Linked DNA regions of Sus scrofa: region 1 is linked to region 2. A link is a contact called in public Hi-C data. All regions are on one chromosome and are shown on one strand. Each heading gives the region's core, a stretch centred on a gene start, on an enhancer-like site or on the middle of the called end of the contact. The rest is flanking DNA. Distances are from core to core; before and after follow the strand shown. Region 1 overlaps LOC110257081 (a long non-coding RNA gene). Region 2 holds the start of TTN (titin).

Region 1 (4,567 bases), core at 1,178-3,677, 450 kb after region 2:
TTCTGGGGCCTGTCCTCAGAATTGTGCCGTGCAGGCAGGCATCCCCTTGTTTAGGAACCTGCCCTCCTAATTGTACCGTTCAGACAGGCCCCTTTTCCTGATTAGGAGCTTGTCCTCGGAACTGCACCGTTCAGGCAGGCCTCTTTTCCTGATTAAGAGACTGCCCTCAGAATTGCACCATTCAGGCAAGCTCCCTTCCTGGCTTCTTGTATCTTCTTGGCTCCCGCAGGAGATGAGGGTTGGAATGTAGAGGAGGGAAACAATGAAATTAGAAGATGTTCTAGTTACATTAGTTACTTGGAACAGTAATTAGGGAAAATTCCAATTTATAAGCAAGAGAATGATAGGTTGTATGTATACATAGTATTTTCTTGGTTCTAATATGCATGTTTTCCATAGTTTAATATATATGTGAATTCGAGATTCATCTTCTAACAGTTACATGTATTGTAAAGCTGTTATTAAATTGATGTTACTTCTTATAATCAATGACATCACAGATGAAGAAACCGTGGTTCTGCTCCTCACTGTGTTTAGGCTGTGGGCTCTCTGAGTCTCATTTCAGCTTTCTTCTCCATGAAATAGAAGTGATAATATCTCATAAAGTTTATGAAGATTTAATGAGATAATGTACATCAATCACTTAATAGTGCCTAGCACACAATAGGCCCATAGCTAAAGTCACAGTTATTGTCATTTTCATTGCTGCCGATGTCTACCAGTTCACAGACTGTGCATCATTCATGATGAAGCATCTATAAAATAACTTTTACTTTCGCTTAGAATTTTATCACCATACACAAAAAATGGCCATACTCCAGCCACAAACCTACTTCTTGAAAGAAAGGGATTATGATAGGGGTTGGAAAGATGAGGCAAATTTGAGAGGAGGGTTGCCAAGCGTTGAAAGCCTTCTTTCGGAATGTGACCTCTAAGAGAGGAACTCTTTCTCTGAAAGCACACAGATGCATATAAGAACACGTCAATTTTCTACTCTGTGGAAGGATGAGCTAATTGTGGCTTCTCATCACTGAATTCAATAGTGACAATAATATGATGACAGTTACCCGATGACAATGGCAGCCATGAATGGGGAAAAAGTCTTCAGAAGCAAAGCAATTATATTTAGACCACAAGAAGGAGGTCAGAAGGATGAAGAAAGTAGAGGGCTACATACGAAATTGCCGAGGTTACCTAGCAACAGGGAAACATTTTGGTGCTGTTGTTGTTAGAAAATGGAAAAATAGAACAGCAAGAATAGGATGTGATACTGAGCTCAGGAGGGCTAAAATACGTGATTATTGATGAGTTTATAATTACATCAACATAAAATGGTCATTTGTGGCATGTGCTTCAGGGGATTGATTGCATAAATAGGTGTGTGTGTGTGTGTGTGTGTGTGCTATAATTTCATAGCCAAGTCTATAGGGAGGAAGAACAATCCAAATATATATTGGGATGTGCAAGACAAAAAAAAAAATAAGCTCAAGGAGACATTCTATATAATCCAGATATGAATTGGCTAAATATAAGGATTTTCCCAGTAATATTTACATTTTAGAAGGTGACTCCTGAAAGAAGTTTTCTAAGCTGGGCAGTATTGTGGTAGGAACATTAGAACCTGCAAGGCAGATCTTTTTGAAGTAGAGAATCTTTGCCACAGCTGAGGTAGTTTACAGAACAGTCTGTTCTTCGCCTATGCAAGGTCAGTGCACCCATGTGAAAAACTGCCCCCCTTCAGAAAAGGCTAATACAGTCTGCAGCAGCAGCTACCGGAAGATTGTACACTATCTGTCAATCCAAACCAGCATGATGAAAATTATTTGAATCAATCAATTAAAAACAAGCTCACATGCATAATGCATTTGCCACCAAACTTTGATCTGTTTTCTTGGCTGAGTTCATAATCAAGGGAGTTAGCATTCTTTAAAATGCAAATATTCATGTTTTTTAATCCTTGAAGACCTTGCTAAATAGACAATAAATAAATTCTACCAGGTGTAGCTTATAAAAGCTTTTAAAAGGGAAGAATTTGCCAGGCAGATTTCAGTGTATGTCAAAAGTATCTTATAAAGAGAATGACTCCCATATCTCCATAGATACTCCTATGAGGTCTTGGAAGGTGCCATTTGGATGTTCATTGGTGTGCTTTCTGTTCTCATGCACATAGGCAAAATAGAAATAAACAAAGAGCTAAATCGTTCAGGAAGAAAGTGAAGTACTCGCGATTTCAGCCTGTGGTCAAGTTCAGGGTCTCCTGAGTGCTAAAAACTTCACCTTCACTATCCTTTAGTTCTTTCTTTACTGTGTTAAATACAAACTGAATTTCTAATTCATGTCTAGAAGGGCACTGGCCACATACGTACCCTCTTCAGTCAGTGGCAATGAACCACTACCCAGTAGTCTCCATACAAATCTCTCAGCACACTAAATCCCTACATCTGGAAAATATTGCTTGCTGCTTGAAACATCTCTCCAACTGTGCACTGCTGGCAGGAATTCCTGCTGCTCAGACTTTTGGTATTTATTGGGGGAGCGCCAGGTACTGGTACGAGGATGCCCAGAGGGAGTCCTGGAAAATCCTTTGGAGCTTCACAGCTGGCCTCCTTTTTCAGGTTGCACAGCTGGCATTACATGTGGGCAGTTTGCCTTAGCTTCTGTCTGTGGGGATGAGAGTTCCCTGTGCTGTTGCAAGACCAAGTTTTTCCAATACCCAGCTTATGTTCTCATGAGAATTCTTGAATTGATTGGTTCTTAAAAGCTTTCAAATTGCTCATTAATACTCAGTTCTAAGTATAATAGGTTTCACTAAAAAATACTGTAAACTTAAATGGGTATTGTTTTACTTGAAGAAAATGGAATTGTTGAGTTCAACATAATTTAACTATGTAACAACTATGGAAAGAGAATTCAAGTTAAATTTTCTTGAGTATTCATTGAAATTTTAGTAGACCTAAACCTCATTCTCAAAACTCTCTGAAAGTCAAAGTTCAGAAAGTTTGTTAGATCTCAAAGTTGTCTTCCAAACATCCTCCCTGTTTCTCTCATACTCTTCTGAGTTGGTTTGACTCCGTTTCCAGATCCAGGGCTTAGACCTGATATAGCTAAACCAGCCAGAATAATCTTATACTTGTGACACCTTTATCACTTCAGGTAACTCAGGCCTAAGTAATTAGCACATGGACTTTTCCTTTTTAAGTGGTTGGGGGAAGCCTGTCTCCTCTCTTTGGATTTGAATGAGGAGCAGGTGGCTCCAACTGAGGCTGGCAGACATCTGGTGATGCCAACCTGAGTGCAAAGCTGATGTTTGAAGGAATGCAGAGTTGAAGAATCACTTCTTACAGGTTCCTGAATCTTGCTTCAATCCTCTCACAATCTCTGAACAAAGTTTCAGCCTTTTGAGCCCAAAACTGCTATTTATTGTTTAATTTCGCTTGGGTTAAATTTTTTTCCACTTGCATCCAAAAGCATTTTAGCTGACAGTTTAAGGGGCAACCTGAGTACACAAGCTTATCTGACCCTTTGGAATCATTGCTTCTTTCAATACTGTTATTTTCGCCCTCATATTGGGGGCGGCCAGAAGTGCCATGTGCTCACCAGGTGCTCTGAGGATGCCCAGGACAGGACTATTTCTTGGTGTTCCCTTGTCATCTTTTCTCTTGTAACCTTTTTTCTCATGGTTGGGGCCACTCTTGTAATCGAAGTTTTCATTCTCTTTCACTCTTTAGTTTCAGGATGATGACTCTGTTTCCAGGACAACTACAACCCCAACCTGGAAGTTCCAAATTGGTTGTTCTAACAATCTCTACATTGATCGAAGGCAGACTTTCATTTACCTGTGGGGAGAATTACTGTCTCTCCATAACACTTATTGCCCAACTATTCCTTCAACCTCAAAAACACAGTGCAATGAAATGCAGAAGTTTAATAAATATTGCTTAATGTTTAGGTATAAAGTCAGTAAAGTAACTTATTTTATTGTGATCTTCTTATGGACATAATTTAGCAGATATAATTCCTACTATATTTTCTATTACATGATTTTTTCATTAAGAAAGGCTTTGGTTAAATCTCCCTACTCATCAAAAATGCCTTTATCTGATTTATTTTTGCATTTCATAAGTGAAGTTCTAGGCAAGTAAATATCATTGGGGAAGTATTTGAGTCTGGAAGATAGTATTATGATTAATATTATGCTTTAATTAAGTTACATTGACATTCATAATAGATATCTATCAGGCTAATAAGAACTAATATTTTCTTGAATAAAGAGCAATGCAAATTATAGACAGACAGTGATCAACTACTAGTGTTTGATTTTAGCACTTCAGATAAAATAGATCATATTCTATGGGGAAATTATAGAACTAATTATGAAGAATAATGATGCTCTGAAAAAATACAGATTTTCAGCAGGAGGTAATTATAACAGTTACTGATAGGTCTAAAAATTTTACTATGTAAAAGTTTTCATGAGTGGGTTGGATTTTTACATTGTAAATTTCTCTTTAAGAATCACCATGATTGAGCAGCTTCCAAAATAACAATGTGCAAGATAACATAAATT
Region 2 (4,691 bases), core at 1,194-3,693:
TCTGAAAAGGAGAAAATAAATTAGGGTTGCAGCTTGAGGGTCATTCTAGAGCTACTCTGTAGATGGCAGAGAAATAAATTTTCCAAAGAGGTGGCTCCACAGATCACCCGTGGGCCCAGAGTGATGGGCAGGCCTTCTCTTTTGTGGCTTGATTTTGGCCTCTGATTTGAAGCCTAACAAAAGTCTAAGTCTAAGGGGAGATGGAAAAAATTGTAAGCCAGCTCAGCAAGGAATGTACCCTAGTGGTCAAAGAGGGAAATTCAGTCTTACCAAAGGTGGGAAATCTGGGAAAGGGTTAGAGAAAGGAAGGGTAAGCTGCCTTAGCGGGGCATGGTGCAAATAATAAAAGAGATGTGTGAAAAGCGTAAAATGAATCTTGGCATCTGTTCAATGTTTGAGAGACAATTTTTTGTTTTAAATTCCTTACTCCCCAAATTTTCCACTCACTGTATCTATAAAGTTGAAATAATCTGGCTGATTATTTTAGTCACCAAAACTAAAAATATGAATTTTGAAGTTTCTTTCCTTAAAATTTTGGATAGCCTTGTCATCTATGCAAACCTTTGGTAGACAGCATACAGGACTTTGTTTCTTAATATTTCTTCATGTTGTAACTGCTCAAAAAATGTTGCTAGCATTGAAGGAAATATTCAGGAAAGTCCAAATTTAACTGAGTAGGCCAAAATTTATCATAGATCTTAAAGAAAAATACTGACTTGCATTCTTAATAAGGGACATGTGCAAACTGAAAAATGGAAGGCTGGTCTGAAATGTAGTTGAAGTGAAAACACCTATGCTTTCATAGCATAAATATTAAAAATCAAAGAAATGAATATGGAATTGGTAGGTTCTTTAAGTTGAAGAAAATAATTTGCCTATCAGTTTTAGATTATGTGAAGAATTGCATAAATACCTTACTACATAATGTGACCATACCACTATTCTGATATAAAAAGCAGATTCTCAGTTGTCAATTGCTTCATTACTATTTTTCATAAAATTCTCTACTTATTAAAACTTTATGGAGCAATAATCCTTCTAGTGATAATTCTGTACTTTACTGTAACTTTTTTACTTAGTTAAAAAGAAAATGAAACTAGAATTCTCTGAGACAATAAAATTTACATTTAAAAAATTCAGATAATATCCAAAAGTTTTTTTTTTGTGTGAAACTGTTGTCAAGAACTTCTTAATGTAGCATATTATCTTTAGGACACAGAAATAACTTTGTGTCTAACTTTTCCTATTTCTAAAGTAGTGAATCTTCTAAAAATAGCTGTATTCTTTTACACCATTCATATTTTATTTACCTATCTATTTGTGGGCATTTAGAATTTGTAATCTAATTCCAGGAAGATGGGAAACCAAGGTCGAATTTGAAACAAGAAGCCTCTAAAACATTATTTCTTACCCTTCTTAGCATCACCATTTATCTCACCTCATCTAATTTGACTGAGTTGAATTAAAGTGCATGATAAAATTCTGGGTATTTTAGAAAACAGTTATAGAGCTTTCCTTTTTTCTTCAAAATTTCTAAATGTATTGTAATTAACTGCCATAAATTGGTCTTCTAGTCCCATCTTTTAGGTAAATTTGGTTGCTTTGGCACTTGCTCTAGAGAGGCCTTTGTCTAATTAGGTCTGAAGGTATGCATCTAAAATGTCATGTTCCCAAAATAAACTCTCCAGCGATGACTGACAGCAGGCAAGTGTTCTGTCACTGTCCTGCAACTGATACCTCAGCAGTTGATTCCCTTAAAAAGTCATCAGGGTGTAGCCGATAGCACATGCATTTTATCAGAGCTATTCTTGGTGTGTCTCACTTTATCACTGAGTAATATAACCTTGAACATTCTCAACAGACCAAAAAAAAAAAAAAAAAGTCTATAAAAGTAGCAAACATTTCTATCACCATTTAAACACTCTGAATCACTGACTGCACCACTATGCTAAAAGATTGAGCTTTTTAAATAAAAGAATTCACATATTTTAAAACCAAATCGAACAAGCAGATTCAAATAGTGGATTAGCACTAAGTATTTAGACAATCCTCTCTATGGAGGCATTTAGCAAAGAAAGATACTTGGGATCTAGAAATTAATAAGGAAGGGACTCTATGAATAAGAAAAAGAAATGCTGCTCACCTGATTTCTCAAGAGTGCCCAAAAGGGTGGGACTAAGCCCAAGGTTACTTCTGAAACGACGTCCTATCTAGAGTTGGTTTTTTCGACCATCTCCAACATGAATCGGTGAGCCTCTAAACTTAAAAACAAAACTACACAGTTAGGACTGTGTAGTTTTGCTTTTCTATGCAATCCCTACACCCGAGGCGAGGCTGGGAATGCACGACTGCTCAAGAGCCAGGGTTGGGCCCTGCCCTTATATTTGCCAGATCTGCTGACAGCCCCACATCCTTCAGCTGGGCACCCGGTGATTGGCTCTCCTGGGAAGGCATGCTGGGAGAGAGACCTATTTGGTAGTGGCTCATACCACCTGTTCCTCTGATTGGCAGTGCTAAATTTAGCACCTCAAAAGAGGCTTTCCCAAGGAAATAGAACCGTATTTAAAGAATAACTGTTGAGACTTAAAGAAGAGCACTTGCTACTCCTGTTAAAATCTGAAAACGGTGGTCTGAGGAGAGTTTGTGACAGTTGAAGACACTTGTGGGCAATCATATAAAAAGCCCCAAACCTGAGGGCTCTGCCCTGCCTCAGGCCTCGTTCCTATTCCCTTCCCCCATGCAACCAACCAAATGGAACTGTCAATCAAGACAACAGATGAAGGAATTTATCTCATGGATAACACCTCACCTTCTTTGGAAAATCAGTGCCTAAAAACCTCAGCATTGAGGGGAGCTCATTTATACTCTCTGGGTTCTCCAGAATCCACTTGCAGTTCAGAGAGAATTAAGCCAATGTTAATGAGCTAAGTGTTTATACAGCCCTGCAAGAAGTAATGTTGAAAGACAAAATCTGAACTCTGCTTAGATTCAGTCTGTAGAGTATAATGATTTCTTTTTTTCAGATTTCATTTTTTTGGCTTTAATATTTACAAATATACCTGCACTGATTTTTAATGAGTAGCCAAGTCTATTGTTTAAATCATCCATAGGATTCTTTTTTGGGCACATGAAGGCTGCTTTACTAATCTCTGGAGTTTGCTGTTACAATGGGAAGTGGTTAGGAGATGATAGAGTTGCTATTTTAGGACTGAATTTAATTTCAAGCAAGAGATGTTTCAAATACAAAAGAGCATACCAAAAGAGCTTTATAATAGTTCAGCTGAGAGATTTGTAAAACTTCACAAAGAGGGAAGAAAATTGTCTGGTTGATAATGAAAAGAGATTTTTCTTAATAAAGTAGGCTAAAATCTTAAAATTTAAGTTAAATTTATTTATGTCTGAAATAAAAATATCTCCTGATGCAGAAGAACTTGGCCATGGATTAGACTTTCCAACTTCTTATTTCATACTTTGTAATTATTTCTATTGTGATAAACTTTTTAACATTAAACAGAACTAAAATATACTGGCCAACTTATGTACTACAGCTACAAAGACTAGATAATGTATTTATTTAATGATTTCTTTTCTTTACTTAAACAGTGATGTCTGTATTGGTGGTATCACTTTTCCCGCTATAGACTCTACCAAAATCTTATTTGATTTCTTTATTCAGAAAAAACTAGTTTCATGTTATAGAGCTTAAAAATTATTCCCAACTAAAGACATGTACCAGGCAACCTGCCAGTCATAAGGCAAAGCAAGACTAGAAATGTCATGTGATTTTCTGATTTGCAGTGTTCACCAACTGGCTATTTGAAATGTGCTTGTGTACATGTTTGTGTTTCTCCCTCTCTCTCTCTCTCCCCGCCCCCGTATGTGTGATGGTGTGTGCATGTATATATATACATTTTTTTTTTTAGATTCACTTGACCTAACATGAAGCATATAAATGTCTTATTATGTTTGTTAGAACCAAAGTCAAACCACTTTAATTCTTATGGGAACTAGACGGAATGAACAAACAGAATCTTGAAGTGTGTGTCATCTTGACCTGGTGCAATTCAGAGAGCTCCAGATCAGGGAAGATGGACCATATGTCATAGACACAAGGTCAAGTATCTGTCCTCCAAAGGTGCTTGTCTATTTGCTGTCCTTGGACGTTTCTAAACTTTGCAGCATTGTCGAGTCTTGTGTTTTGGTATTTACACACTTATGTACCATTCAGAGTTAAGGAAGGAAGAAAAAAAGGAAGGGAAGAGAAGAAGGGGGAAGAAAGGAAGGACAAAACCAGTTGTTAAATAACTAATAGACTACTCTGAAAAGAGGCCATATTATTGGATTAGTGAACAGTAGCGGGTGTGATATCATGGTAAGCATTAGCTTTAAAATTAAATATTCCATAGTTGGAGTATAGCAAGCTAGCCCAGTGGAAATCAAATACTACTCAGATTTGGGGAGTTTGCTGATGCAGTAAGATCTTAATTTACCACCCTAATAGTGGGGAAGAGTCCCACAGGTAATCCAAAACAGCTGATAATTCAAATATGAAGCCCACTTAGTTTTGGAATGCATGGTGTGACTCTTTTTTGAACATTATAGTCAAGGCAATTTGATAAATGTTTATTAAGCATATACTCAGTGCTGAAGATTGTGCTAAATTATTATGATTTGGGATTCTGTCATTGCTT

Evidence for each region. Hi-C and Micro-C count contacts between places; a contact is called where the count stands out from the background.
Region 1: a Hi-C map of fetal skeletal muscle shows a contact between it and region 2, with 1.9 times the contacts expected there. The contact joins the enhancer-like site here to the promoter of TTN in region 2. A contact is called at or near these places in 4 of 47 Hi-C or Micro-C datasets (embryonic fibroblasts, fetal skeletal muscle, retroperitoneal adipose tissue and 1 more).

What each region holds. Positions count from the first base shown.
Region 1 is chr15:84,947,409-84,951,975 of Sscrofa11.1, forward strand. All of the region lies in intron 3 of LOC110257081 (a long non-coding RNA gene), which reads right to left. Among named protein-coding and RNA genes, the nearest start is that of SESTD1, 57 kb to the left of the region's middle. Within about 2 kb of position 2,428, at least 3 of the 83 cell types and tissues checked have an H3K27ac peak or open chromatin away from gene starts, as enhancers often do. A contact at or near this core is called in fetal skeletal muscle, where this site is marked.
Region 2 is chr15:84,498,877-84,503,567 of Sscrofa11.1, forward strand. TTN (titin) reads right to left here and starts at 2,444. Exons shown (of 321, transcript XM_021075901.1): 1 at 2,144-2,444; 2 at 1.